Linked DNA regions of Zea mays: region 1 is linked to region 2. The links are chromatin contacts, called in public Hi-C maps. All regions are on one chromosome and are shown on one strand. Each heading gives the region's core, a stretch centred on a gene start, on an enhancer-like site or on the middle of the called end of the contact. The rest is flanking DNA. Distances are from core to core; before and after follow the strand shown.

Region 1 (6,026 bases), core at 2,124-4,623, 200 kb before region 2:
GTTGCTTTTTGTTGTGTTGGCATTAGGGGTGGATATCGAGCCAGCTCGGCTCGGCTCGACCGAGTTCGAGCTGGCTCGTTAGGAAAACGAGCTGGCTCGGCTCGACTCGTTAAGCAACCGAGCCAGAGAACCAGCTCGGCTCGGCTCGTTTGCGAGCTCGAGCTGGCTCGTTTAGCTCGCGAGCCACAACAAAAAATAGTATACATGTGTATATACAACAATATAATCAAGTGCTAATTAATTTCATATTAATTTAACACTAGAAAAGACTAACAATACTCATAATTTTATACATCACATCATTTAAACCTTAAATTAACATAGTTCATCACTTATTAATTTATTCAATACGTATATAGATTTTGTTTTGCATATAAATGCTAGCTCATTCGAGCTAACGAGCTGGCTCGAGCTCGTGTCGAGCTGGCTCGTTAACGAACCGAGCTGAGATGTTAGCTCAGCTCGTGACAAAATTGAAACGAACCGAGTCGAGCCGAGCCGAGCTGACCACGAGTCGAGCGAGCTCACGAGCCACGAGTATTTTGTCCAGCCCTAGTTGGCATAAATCACCAAAAAGGGGGAGATTGAAAGGGAAATGTGCCCTTGGGCCATTTCTATAAGATTTTGGTGATTAAGTGCCCAACACACATTAAGGGAATGAGTATATGCCAAAGGGTGGAGAAAGTGCAAATCAATACAAAGGTATGATTCTAGACTTAGTACATTGGTTTTTGTGTACTAACATATTTGTCAAAGTGCTAGAATCAGAGAAAAGACAATTGGAAAAGACTTGGCTCGAGCAGCCAAGACTCTGCTCAGTCTGGGTGCACCGGACTGTCCGGTGGTGCACCAGACAGTGTCCGGTGTGCCAGGCTGGCTCTGGTGAAAAGGCCGCTCTCGGGATTTCGTCGGCGGTGTACGGCTAAAATTCACCGGACTGTCCGGTGAGCCAACGGTCGGCCGAGCCAACGGTCGGCCGCGCAATCCGCGTGTGACGCGTGACCGGGCCAACGGTCTGAAGGGGGCACCGGACTGTCCGGTGCGCCAACGGCCCCAAATCTTCAATGGTCGGCTGCGCCAGAATAGGAAAGAAATCCGCACCGGACAGTGTCCGGTGGTGCACCGGACTGTCCGGTGCGCCAGTTGACAGAAGGCAAGAATTGCCTTCCTGGAATGCTCTCAACGGCTCTTAGCTGCCTTGGGGCTATAAAAGGGACCCCTGGGCGCATGGAGGAGAACACCAAGCACACTTTGAGCATTCTTGATCATTCTCACTCCAACTTTGCGCACTCGTTTGACATTCTTAGTGATTTGAGCTCCGTTCTAGTGGTGAACTTTGTGATACTCATTTGAGCTCAAATTCTTGGTTGTGTGTGTGCGTATCTGCTGTGGATTTGAGTGTGTTGCTTCCCTCCCTTACTCTAGTGCTTTCACTTTGATTCTTATTGTAAGGGTGAGAGACTCCAAGTTGTGGAGATTCCTCACAAGCGGGAAAGAGTAAAGAAAGAAGAACACCGTGGTATTTAAGTCGATCATTGGATCACTTGAGAGGGGTTGAGTGCAACCCTCGTCCGTTGGGACGCCACAACGTGGAGTAGGCAAGTTTTGTACTTGGCCGAACCACGGGATAAATCCTCGTGTCTCTTGTGCTTGTTCTCACTGTGTCTATTGTATTTCACAAGAGATCTCCTATAACCACTTGATTTCATTGTGCTAACTCTTAATCAAGTTTTGTGGCCTTAAGTGTTAAGTTTTTACAGGATCACCTATTCACCCCCTCTAGGTGCTCTCACAACTCCAAAAATATGTTAAAAATTTTCTCTAAAAATGGTTATTGGTGGCAGACTAAACATTTTTAGAAGCAAAGCATCATATATATACTCCAACAGTCCTTAAAAACTAAAAACTATAAAATCCCACTAGCCTTCGTTACCTCTCTCTTCTCGACGTCAAGACTTATGATCACCGAGGAGCTCCTTACGTCACGTCACTGAGACTAGCTCCAACAGCTCACGTCGGCTAGCCCCCTCTCTCGGGTTGTTCCTTACGAGGTGTAAATGAGGGGAGAAGGGGTCTAACGGTGCCCCCTCCTGCACCCTCTACGGGGAGAGAGAAGTATTCCACCCTGTGTAGGGGGAGTTCTAGTCTCCATCCATTTTGTTAATCAACGCTTTAATTACAAAATCAATCTATTTTTAGTATAATTACAAAATAATAATGTGTATTACAGTACTATTAATATGACAATATTTTTTAAAACTCCAAAAACTAATATATAAAAGGCAAATAGCTCATTTAAAAAGTAAAGGAGAGCTAAATAGAGGGAATAGTTGGAGAGAAAGAGAAATATAAGGAATAATTATTGAAAATGAGGTATTTAAATATAAATATAAAGTACGAATATGATAATTTAGGAGGGAGAATGGTTGAAGATAGCATGAGGAGGAGGCTGCTATGTCGTGTATGCGTCGAAGCCCCACCCAACAAGTGCGCGTGCGACAGAAAAAAAATCGCGGGAGCCTACTCGCATACGAGCGAGGCCGATTGTGGAGAAATAGCTTACACATAAATATGAGGGAGGTGAGGAGATAGATGCGGGATGCTAAGGGTCTGTTTGGTTCGTGGCTAACTATACCAAACTTTGTTTGAGGTTAATTGTCTGAGTTGAAGAACTAGAGGCTGTTTGGTTCTATACATGTGGTGCCAAAAATTGCCACACAATTTTATGCCACACTTGTCTAAGGTGCTTAAGGTTAGACGCTCAAATTCTGCCTCATATTTGTCTTGCCTAAGGAAATCTTGCCACATTTTACTAGTCATTGACTAGTGAGACCTACACTGCAGGAGAAAAATCTTGTCACAACTGTGGCTTCAAACCAAACACATGCCTAACTTGGTCAAACTTGCCTAACCTTAAGCGTGGCAAACTATGTCAAGTTAGACAGCAAACCAAACAGCCCCTAGCCTAAGCAGAAAAGTTATGCAAAATTTGGCAAGTTAGACAACGAACCAAACATGCCCTAATTCTTTCGATAGAGTATAAGGAAGCTGTTGGAGCGAGAAAAATCATTTTTCTAATATTTGCTCGAGTAGATTTACAATTTTTTTTCAAACAATACTCCACAAACAATACAATGCACAGTGCAAAAACAATGTTTAAGTGACCATATAAGTGAACTATTGTACATTGTACTTATATGGTCAGCCAAAACCATGTTTTGCGCTTTATATTGTATTGTTTATAGAGTATAGTTCGAATATAGATATATGTATGAGTAGCTGCTGGAGATATTTCCATGATATGTTTGGTATGATAAACTAAAATAGAGTGTTAGTTTATGTATTTAATACAGAAATTTGAAATTAGTGTCTAAAACCAAACGCTTTCTAAACCAAACACTCCTTGTCGGTCGCCGCTAGCTCCTCCAACCTCGTTGGCCGTTGCCGTCTCCGTCTCGCCCGCCCATCTACGCGGCGAGATCTGCTCGCGCCGCGCCGAGGTGAGCAAAAATTTCTCATCCCGAGTCCCGACCCAACTTGGCGAAAATTATAGAGACCTGCCACTCGTTCCCTTTCCCAGGCGCAGGCGCCTCTCCTTGCCAGGCGTGACACAGACGAACTGGTGCCGCCTCTGCTGGGGCTTGGTCCTCCCAGCCGAGCGCGCCTCATCCGGATCTTGCGACGACGGTGCCCAAGCTCCCGGCCTCCCTTTCGCATCCCTGCTGCGAGCCGTCGGTCTCCGGAAAGAGTTAGAGCCGTCGGTCTCCGTAAAGAATTGGAGCCGCCAGGCGCCTTGAGAAGGTAGATCCGCCGGCAGACGACCTGCTGGTCTAACCGTCGGGCGCCGTTACATGGTCCAACTACCGGCCGTTGGGATCGGATGCATTATTTTTTGAACCTTTTATTTGTTATTACATCTGTTAGGGTTTTGTCCCGGGATGTCGTCGTCGGGGAAGATGGAGGGGCCGTCTGCCCCGGTGGTGCGTCGGGATCCCTACGAGGTGCTCAGCGTTCCCAGAGATTCCTCCGACCAGGAGATCAAGTCCGCCTACCGGAAGCTCGCACTCAAGTACGGTTTCAATGACCCTTTTCGTTTGCTATGCTGCTTTGATTTGTGTGGTGGAAGAGTGTTTTGATTTGGGTAGCGTAAGAGAGGAAAACCCAGACGCTACTCCGTTAGTTTAACATAGGCCTGTTTGGCATAGCTCATAGAGCAGCTGCCAGGCTAAACCGAGGAGGAGCTCTGCCAAACTATACGTTAGCGAGAAGCGGGTTTTCTGTGAAGCGATTATTTCAAATAAAATGTTCCTGATTTGGTAGTTTATGAATTTGGTAACGGCCAACTAGGTGAGTCAATATGCTAGCTAATGTGCTGCAATTTTTCAGTGCTTAATTATTTCTAATACTTTGCCCAGATCTTAGCAATGATGAAATGGCGAATACTCATGATCAGTGTCTTATTATTAATAACACATTGTCCAGCTCTCAGCAAAGTTGAACTGACGAATACTCATGCGAGGTGCACTCAATGACGAATTTAGTTCCCACATCTGCTTCTTGATGAGAAAGCAGCAAAAAACCTATCAGTGATAATTTTTTCAAGCGAATGCAGAGAACATTTTTCAGGCTCCAGATGGATATCAGTTCCTATATTGGCAAAAGATATTTGTTTAATTTTTTGTTTATTCAAGTTGAAAACTGCCATTGCTTTCGATCCAACCGTGTTTGCCTGAGCAATAATTAACGGAATAATATTATTCCTCAAAAAAAAGCATGTACTAGTTTAGTTGCTAGTCATTCTAGAATATACAATATGAGAAGAATTGCAAGAAGTGTTGCTGCCCCACACAGTGCAACAGGAATCAATGTGACTATCTCGTCTATCCAAGCTCCTAATAAACCTTAGTAATAGCTATTTACTTGCTGTTCAGACCATGCTGAGAGTGTATGGTAATGGCTGTTGTAACTGATGTTTTTTTGTTAAATTTTGGATCTATATATGTATATTCATTTACATTCCATACAGTAGCAATCATTCCATAAACTACAAAGCATCAAGAAAAAATTATAGGTAGCAGCAGTAAATGGCCACGTGCGGCTTCTGTTGGGTTTCAAGTTTCAACTCTACCCTACCCAACTTGCTTGGGAGTTAGGACTAAAAGGCTTTTGTTGATGCTGTTGTTGCAGCAGTAAATGGACTAATATGTTCAGATCAACATAGTAGAAATCAATTTAGAATCAAAGCCAGTCAACCAAATTGACTAAATCATCAAGCACATTTCTTCTGCGTCACAGTCGCTCCCACACCACTGTGTGCACTTTGCGCCCCTTCACATGAGAGGAGAGTATCTAACCACTAACTGGATGGAACACAAGTATCTAACCACTTTGTTCTTGTGGTGAAACACCAATGGGATGGAGTGAACACAAATATCTAACTACTTAAACCTTTTGAATGCTTGGTGTCCTGTGAACACAAATATCTAGCTTATTCTAGCGGCTAATATAAGCCCATCCAAACAGGCCCATAATCTGTTATGAAGTACATGTGTGAGCAGACCTGTTTGTAGAACATTGCCCTCTCATATATGTTTTGCAATTGCTGGCAAGATTTTTTGTTACTGTCCTTTTGTGGTGATATGATTATTCATTCAGTAATGAGGTAATTCCATGGTCTTAAAACATCAGATACTGTCACTCCATTGCATCCAGCTTATTGGGGAATTATTTCTGCTACTTGCATAGTCCTTGATATGCCTTCACCATGTAACATTGTTGGAACCCTACCCTTTTCTGTACATCACAATTCTTATCTTTGTTGACAGGTACCACCCTGACAAGAATGCTAGCAACCCAGAAGCATCGGAACTCTTCAAAGAAGTTGCATATTCTTATAGCATCTTGTCAGATCCTGAGAAAAGAAGGCAGTATGATACTGCTGGTTTTGAGGTGCTGTTCTATCTTTGTTGAATCTACCATAGTACCATACAATGCTGCACTTATTTTATTATCTGTCTATTTGTTTT
Region 2 (6,086 bases), core at 1,956-4,455:
AGCATCACTCGTACGTTGCCAGGGAAGCTTCCGCTGCACGCCAATGCTACGCAGACCGCAGATATCAGGACACAAGGAGATTGCACTCACGACTAGCATTAGTTGCTCCAAGTATTACATCTGTTATGTCCCTGGGCCCGCATGTCGGGGCTCAGGGTCCTTGTACGTGCCCCCTTGAGCTATAAAAGGGAGGGCACACAGCGTTACAAGAAGGGCTCACTTAGACACACTTAGACTCTCACACTCACAAGTTCATACAAGCTCTCAAGCTCAATACATCACACAGTGGAGTAGGTATTACGCTCCAGCGGCCCGAACCACTCTAAATCCTGGTGTGTTCTTGTGCTCTTCCCGTTTTCACCTAACAGGCAAAACGCTTGGGCCCCTCCTCATCTTAGGATTTAGGGCGGGTGCATTCCGCCACCCGACCGAAGATTTCCTCTCCAACACTGAGTGGAATAGATAATAAATGAGCATTCGAATTATAAGGGATGCGAGAATAATCAAAAGAGTAGTTCTGATTAACCGTTTTATTTTTCGACGAAGAGTCTTCGTCGTCGTCTTCCCTTGGTGAAGAAGAGGAGGCATCGCTGTCATAGAAGATGATCTTCTTGATGCGCCTCTTCTTCTTTCCATACTTTTTCTTGTTGTTTGAGCCTGAGTCAGTGGGTTTGTCACCTTTTGGCTCATCAACATAGAGGGTCTCCTCCTTGTCGTTGATCACCATCCCCTTGTCTTTATGATCCATCTCTTTGGGCGGTTAGTCCCTAAATGAAGAGTATGGCTCTGATACCAATTGAGAGCACATAGAAGGGGTGAATAGGTGATCATGTAAAAATCAAGTCTAAACAAACTTGATTTATAATAAATGTTAGTAAGATCAAATCCAAGGAGCAATAGATAGAGAGGAGAGAACTCTTCACTTGATTGTTCCCTTAGAATATATATTGAACTTAGGAATAATAGCGCAAGTGAATATATGAGAACTCTATGGAGGAAAACAATTACAGAGAAAGATGCGCAAGTGACACAGTGATTTTATCATGTGGTTCGGCCAATGCCTACTCCACGTTGTGGTGACCTCCTTCGGTCAAGGATTGCACTCAATTCCTCTCAAGTGATCCAACGATCAAACTTGACTACCACGGTTTTATTCCTTTTCTCAAGTGTCCCCTTTGTGAGGAATCTCAATGAGTTGGAGTCTCTCATCCTTACAAGATTAATCACAAGAACCACTAGAGTAAGGGAGGGAATAGAAACACAAGAACTAGAGTCGCAACAACAACACACAAGTCAAGAACTGAGCACACAAAACAACGCAGAGGAATAACGGCTCAAAGAAGTGCTCCAATCTCAAACGCAATGAACCGAATGCGTGCCTGCGGAGTCTATGCGTCGTAGGATGTTCATTGGAGGCTTGGTTGTTGCTCCATGTGCCTAGGGGTCCCTTTTATAGCCCTAAGGAAGCTAGAAGTCGTTTGAGCTCCATTTGGAAGGCACTAGTTGCCTTCTGTCCGTGGGCGCACCGGACAGTCCTGTGCACCACCAGGCAGTGAACAGTGTGTGATTTCTTTCCTTTTCTAGCGAAGCCGACCGTTGCCAGCCACGTGGCACACTGGACAGTCCGGTGTTGCCTCCTAACCGTTGGCTGAGCCACATGTCACCCGCTGATTGCGTGGTCGACCGTTGGCTTGTGGCATGGCTGGCACACCAGACAATCTGGTGCTCACTGGACAGTCCAGTGAATTATAGTTGTGGTGCCCTCATCATTTTCCTGAGAGCGGTCTGTTCGCCAGGGCGCCAGCCTGGGCACCAGACACTGTCCGGTGCACACCGAACAGTTCGGTGCACCGCAGGCTGGTGCAAGTTTGGCTGGACTTAGCCAAACTTCTCTAATCCGATTTCTCTCGATTTGACAAGGTTCCTAACACTTAGTAGAATAATATTAGTACTAAGAACAATTTACTAAGGCTAGAATCATACCTTGCTTTTCCATTTGCATCTCTTTGGCACTTAGCTTATATCAAACAAAACAATATGTGTTGACCATCTAATCACTAAAACATGTATAGAATGGCCCAAGGGCACATTTTCCTTTCAGCAAGTGCCAATATCAAATGTAGGAGAAGACTGCCAAGTGCTTGCATACCCCCTAGAGGAGCCATGGACTACCCTATTTATACGCCTAAGGGGAGCGCGTCCTTGTAGACGGGGCTGCCTTCTGCTGTGGTGAGTGTCTTCGTGTCCTATGGACAACATGGCCTTTGTACTTTGTTATTGACTTGAGCTTGCTTGTTTCCTGCTGTGAGCCGAGGCTGAGACCGAGGGCTCGGTCGCGTACCCGAGCCCCCTGGGAGAGGCTGCCATACCGTAGTGGTTGACACAGTGCTTAGCATGGGAAAAAGCTTCTTAAGGGACACATCAACTTCACTGTATCTGATGACGTTGGGGGTGTCCTTCGTCACAGATATCGATGTCAGAACCAGGCTCGGGCAAGGCAGAGGTCCGTCTGAGGTCGCGACCGAGCCCGTCCTGAGATTCGATGACACTTGCCACAGTTCGAAGGAGTGGCCCTTCGCAGGATTCGCAGGGGAGTAGGTAGCCGAGGCCGAGCTCGACGAGGCGGAGTTCTGTCTTGAGGGCGAGCTTTGCGTCGGGCGAGGCAGAATTTGCGCCCGAGGGCTAGTCCATATTACATGTCCCGTCAGGGGCTGGCAGACGACGTGCGTGTACAGCGGCGCATGCGTAATCATATTGGTGAATCTTTGACAAGACCGCGATCTTGTTACCACTGTACACCTGCAACCCTGTGCGGGGTAGGTGCACGCATTAAATACGGTTGTCCCCTAGTGACCTTCGAAAGGTTTGCCATGGGTCTTGTCCCTCTCGCCCGTGATGGGCTCGAGCGAGGTGGACATAGCTTCTAGGGGTAGGGGATCCTCGGTCGGGACCGAGATCTGCTCGTATTTACGGCCCGTCCGAGATCGGGCTTGGGTAAGGCGGAGTTTTGGGCAGATTCTCAGAGGGTGACTTCGGACGAGGCGGAGTTCTTGATTCTCGGTACTCGGGAGAGGTTTTAAGCGTGTTTTCAGGAGTGTAGTTTGGTACCCATCATCCCCGACAGAGGTATAATCATAATTGCTCTTAAGAAAAATCTTGCTCTAATTATGGCTATAAACTAAGTATCAAACACATGTCTAGTGTAACAGTGACTGAACCAGCTAACCAAACAGACCGCACTCTGCTCGCTCGGCGTTGTCTGATCTCTCCTCGCGCCCGTCCTCCGCTGCCCGACTCCGGCGTCCTCCCCACCGACCCATCCACAGCTCAAGCCAACATTCACCCGTATCCCGCGCGCGCTTGATTCGCCGCATCTGAGCGTCACGGCCGCGACTGCGCGCCCTGCGTCGCCTCCCGCCGCCGCCGCACGGCCGCGACGGATGCTCGGCCACCGCTTCCCCGCCGCGCTCGGCCTCCCGCGCGGTCTGCTGCTGGGGAGGAGCGTCACCCGCCGCAGTCTGTCCGCCATGGCCGGTGGCGAGGCGGAGGGCCCGCTCGGGGGTTTCTTCGATTACATGGAGCGGCTGCGCAACTACGAGCGCTCGGGCGTGCCGCGCGGCGCCGGCACCGACTCCGACGACGGATTCGACCTCGGGCGCATGCGCCGACTCCTTCGTCGGCTCGGCGATCCCCACACCGACTTCCCGGTGAGTTCTCCCTGATGGCATCTTGGGAGTTAGCTGTGAATGGAAATATGTAGCTGAATAGATGTGTGTGTAGGCTGTGCATATCGCCGGCACCAAGGGGAAAGGTTCTACTGCTGCATTGCTGTCCAATATCATGAGGGCGCAAGGCTACAATGTGGGAAGTTATTCTAGGTAATCTTAACTCGTCATCATCTTTGTCAGTCACGTGCAGTTGTTAGGCAGAAATTTTTGTGGTGCCGGTATGATAGGGGCCATGGATTCGAATGGATTCATCATTGGTTGCTCGAACAATTGCATAGAAAACATGGTTTTGGCCTTTAGGCTGTCAACCGGTATCAATTTTTAACGGAGGGTATCAAATTGGAATTGCAAAATGTATGAATAAGACAAATATCCTAAATGGGGCTGTAAATAATTCAATGTGGTATGCAGGAGGAAAATGCAGCCTGTTTTAAGTAGGTTTCATTGAATGAGGTTTATGTACCAAAAAAACTATCATTCTCCAGCCTCTGCCTTAGCGCTATCCTGTCAATAGCTTCTTTAGCTGGATCTTGTTTTGTATCAAATTATTTTGGAATACTGTCTTTCACTTTTCATGTTTAGATCTATGTCAAGGTATTGAAGTGTAAATGTGTAATCCTTTATTTTAGATGGTTTGTAATTTGTTCAGTTCCATTGTGTCTCACTGTTTTTTAACACCACTATAATTCTCTCTCCTATGCAGTCCACATCTTCTAACAATACGTGAACGGATTTCTGTTGGAAATGATGGAGGCCCTGTTCCAGTACGACTGTTGAGTGATCTTTTTGATGGGGCTAAGGAAGCTATTGATGAAGCAATAGAATTGGAAAATGGATCCCTAACGCATTTTGAGGTAGTTTGTTATTGTAAATATGCCCACCTGTTCTCTTATGAAGATTAGTTTTTGACTGTTTTGTGGACACATACAAATAATCATTGTAACTGATGGGAATTTTTTTCTTACATCCAAATACTATCGGGTTTGAAACTGTTCATGTTTTGTTTCTCATTTGATCATAGACATGACTTCCAGAGATTGTATGCATGCCTTTGTAGGTTTTTACTGCTCTCTCATTTCTTCTATTCTCACAAGAAAATGTTGACATTGCCATCATTGAAGTAAGTTACAGAACATCTGTTACTGCCCTTTATGACCTCTCAGATTTTGTGCTCATTGCTGTTAAATGTCAAGACTGAAATAGGAAGTAATGCAATCGATATCACTGATTTTAAAGAAGTCTTGAAAGCAAAGGGTCTTGCTTTTCAAAATTGAATTACATTCTCAACATCATCTGTTCAATTCAGTCGTAAAAATGATATCACCAGTTTTTGCTTTTATCTATTTATTTTCTAGGCAGGTCTTGGTGGAGCTAGGGATGCAACAAATGTTATTCGGAGTACTGAATTAGCAGCATCCGTCATAACAACAGTAGGGAGGGAACATCTGGTTGCATTGGGTGGCTCCCTGCAAAGCATAGCAATAGCAAAGTCTGGAATCATTAAACAAGGACAACCAGTATGCAATTCACTTATCATTTTCATTCTGTATTTCTGTAACTACCAGTGTCTAGTTGCTCCTGTTTATACCTTGATCTTAAAGCCAACTTGAATGTGTCTAGCACTTTTTTTGTACTTGTATTAAATGGGTGATATGACAAACCCTGCTCCTGACACCTGACTCGTTCCATTGTAGGAATCTTGTTCTCGTTTTGTTCAGTAACATGAGAAAGATGTTATCTTTTTTCTTGTTTCTTTCTAAAAGACTTGGTTCAGTTGTATTGTCCTTACATAAAATCTGCCACAGTATATGACAATTATGACTGGACATGCAGGCCCTTTCCTTATTCAGTTATTCTTGTTTATGTTTACCCAGACTGCTTGATTCTCAGACTTGTTTCTTAAAGCAACATTTTAACATTGAGTTGTGTCCTACACTACTACATAATGTATTACCTCAGGTATTGCATCATGTATGAGTGGTCCTGTCACACTGCATTGTATGCAAGGAGCAGCAGCATTAGAAACCCTCCCTCTTCCAATTTTCTCTAATTTAGCTTCGTAAATCCTTCTTATTGCACTAATCTTTCCTCCACTCATATATGAATTTCTTACCATAGCATAGATGGTCCAAACGAGGACAGTGGGATTATTTTCTTATTCCAGCTTAGTTTCAGATCTTGACAAGATGTAACCTGGATATCAAACATTTTTTGTCAGGTTGTGATTGGTGGACCATTTTCAGCAGTTATTGAGCAAATTATTCGTGACAGGGCATTCTTGACACAATCTCCTGTGATATCTGCTTGTGATCCTGGCATCAAGAGCTTTACGAAATGCATAGATTGGGATAATGGTAA

The links. A called contact is a pair of places that touch in the nucleus more often than the background predicts.
Region 1: a Hi-C map of endosperm shows a contact between it and region 2, with 3 times the contacts expected there. The contact joins the promoter of LOC100282943 here to the promoter of LOC103650558 in region 2. A contact is called at or near these places in 6 of 25 Hi-C or Micro-C datasets (bundle sheath, endosperm, leaf and 2 more).

The regions. Positions count from the first base shown.
Region 1 is chr3:131,017,519-131,023,544 of Zm-B73-REFERENCE-NAM-5.0, reverse strand. It overlaps LOC100282943 (Chaperone protein dnaJ 15), which reads left to right and starts at 3,373. Exons shown (of 13, transcript NM_001155848.2): 1 at 3,373-3,500; 2 at 3,581-3,801; 3 at 3,925-4,069; 4 at 5,826-5,949. The coding sequence starts at 3,939.
Region 2 is chr3:130,817,137-130,823,222 of Zm-B73-REFERENCE-NAM-5.0, reverse strand. LOC103650558 (dihydrofolate synthetase) reads left to right here and starts at 3,205. Exons shown (of 9, transcript XM_008676133.3): 1 at 3,205-3,707; 2 at 3,781-3,878; 3 at 4,432-4,582; 4 at 5,084-5,245; 5 at 5,947-6,086. The coding sequence starts at 3,441.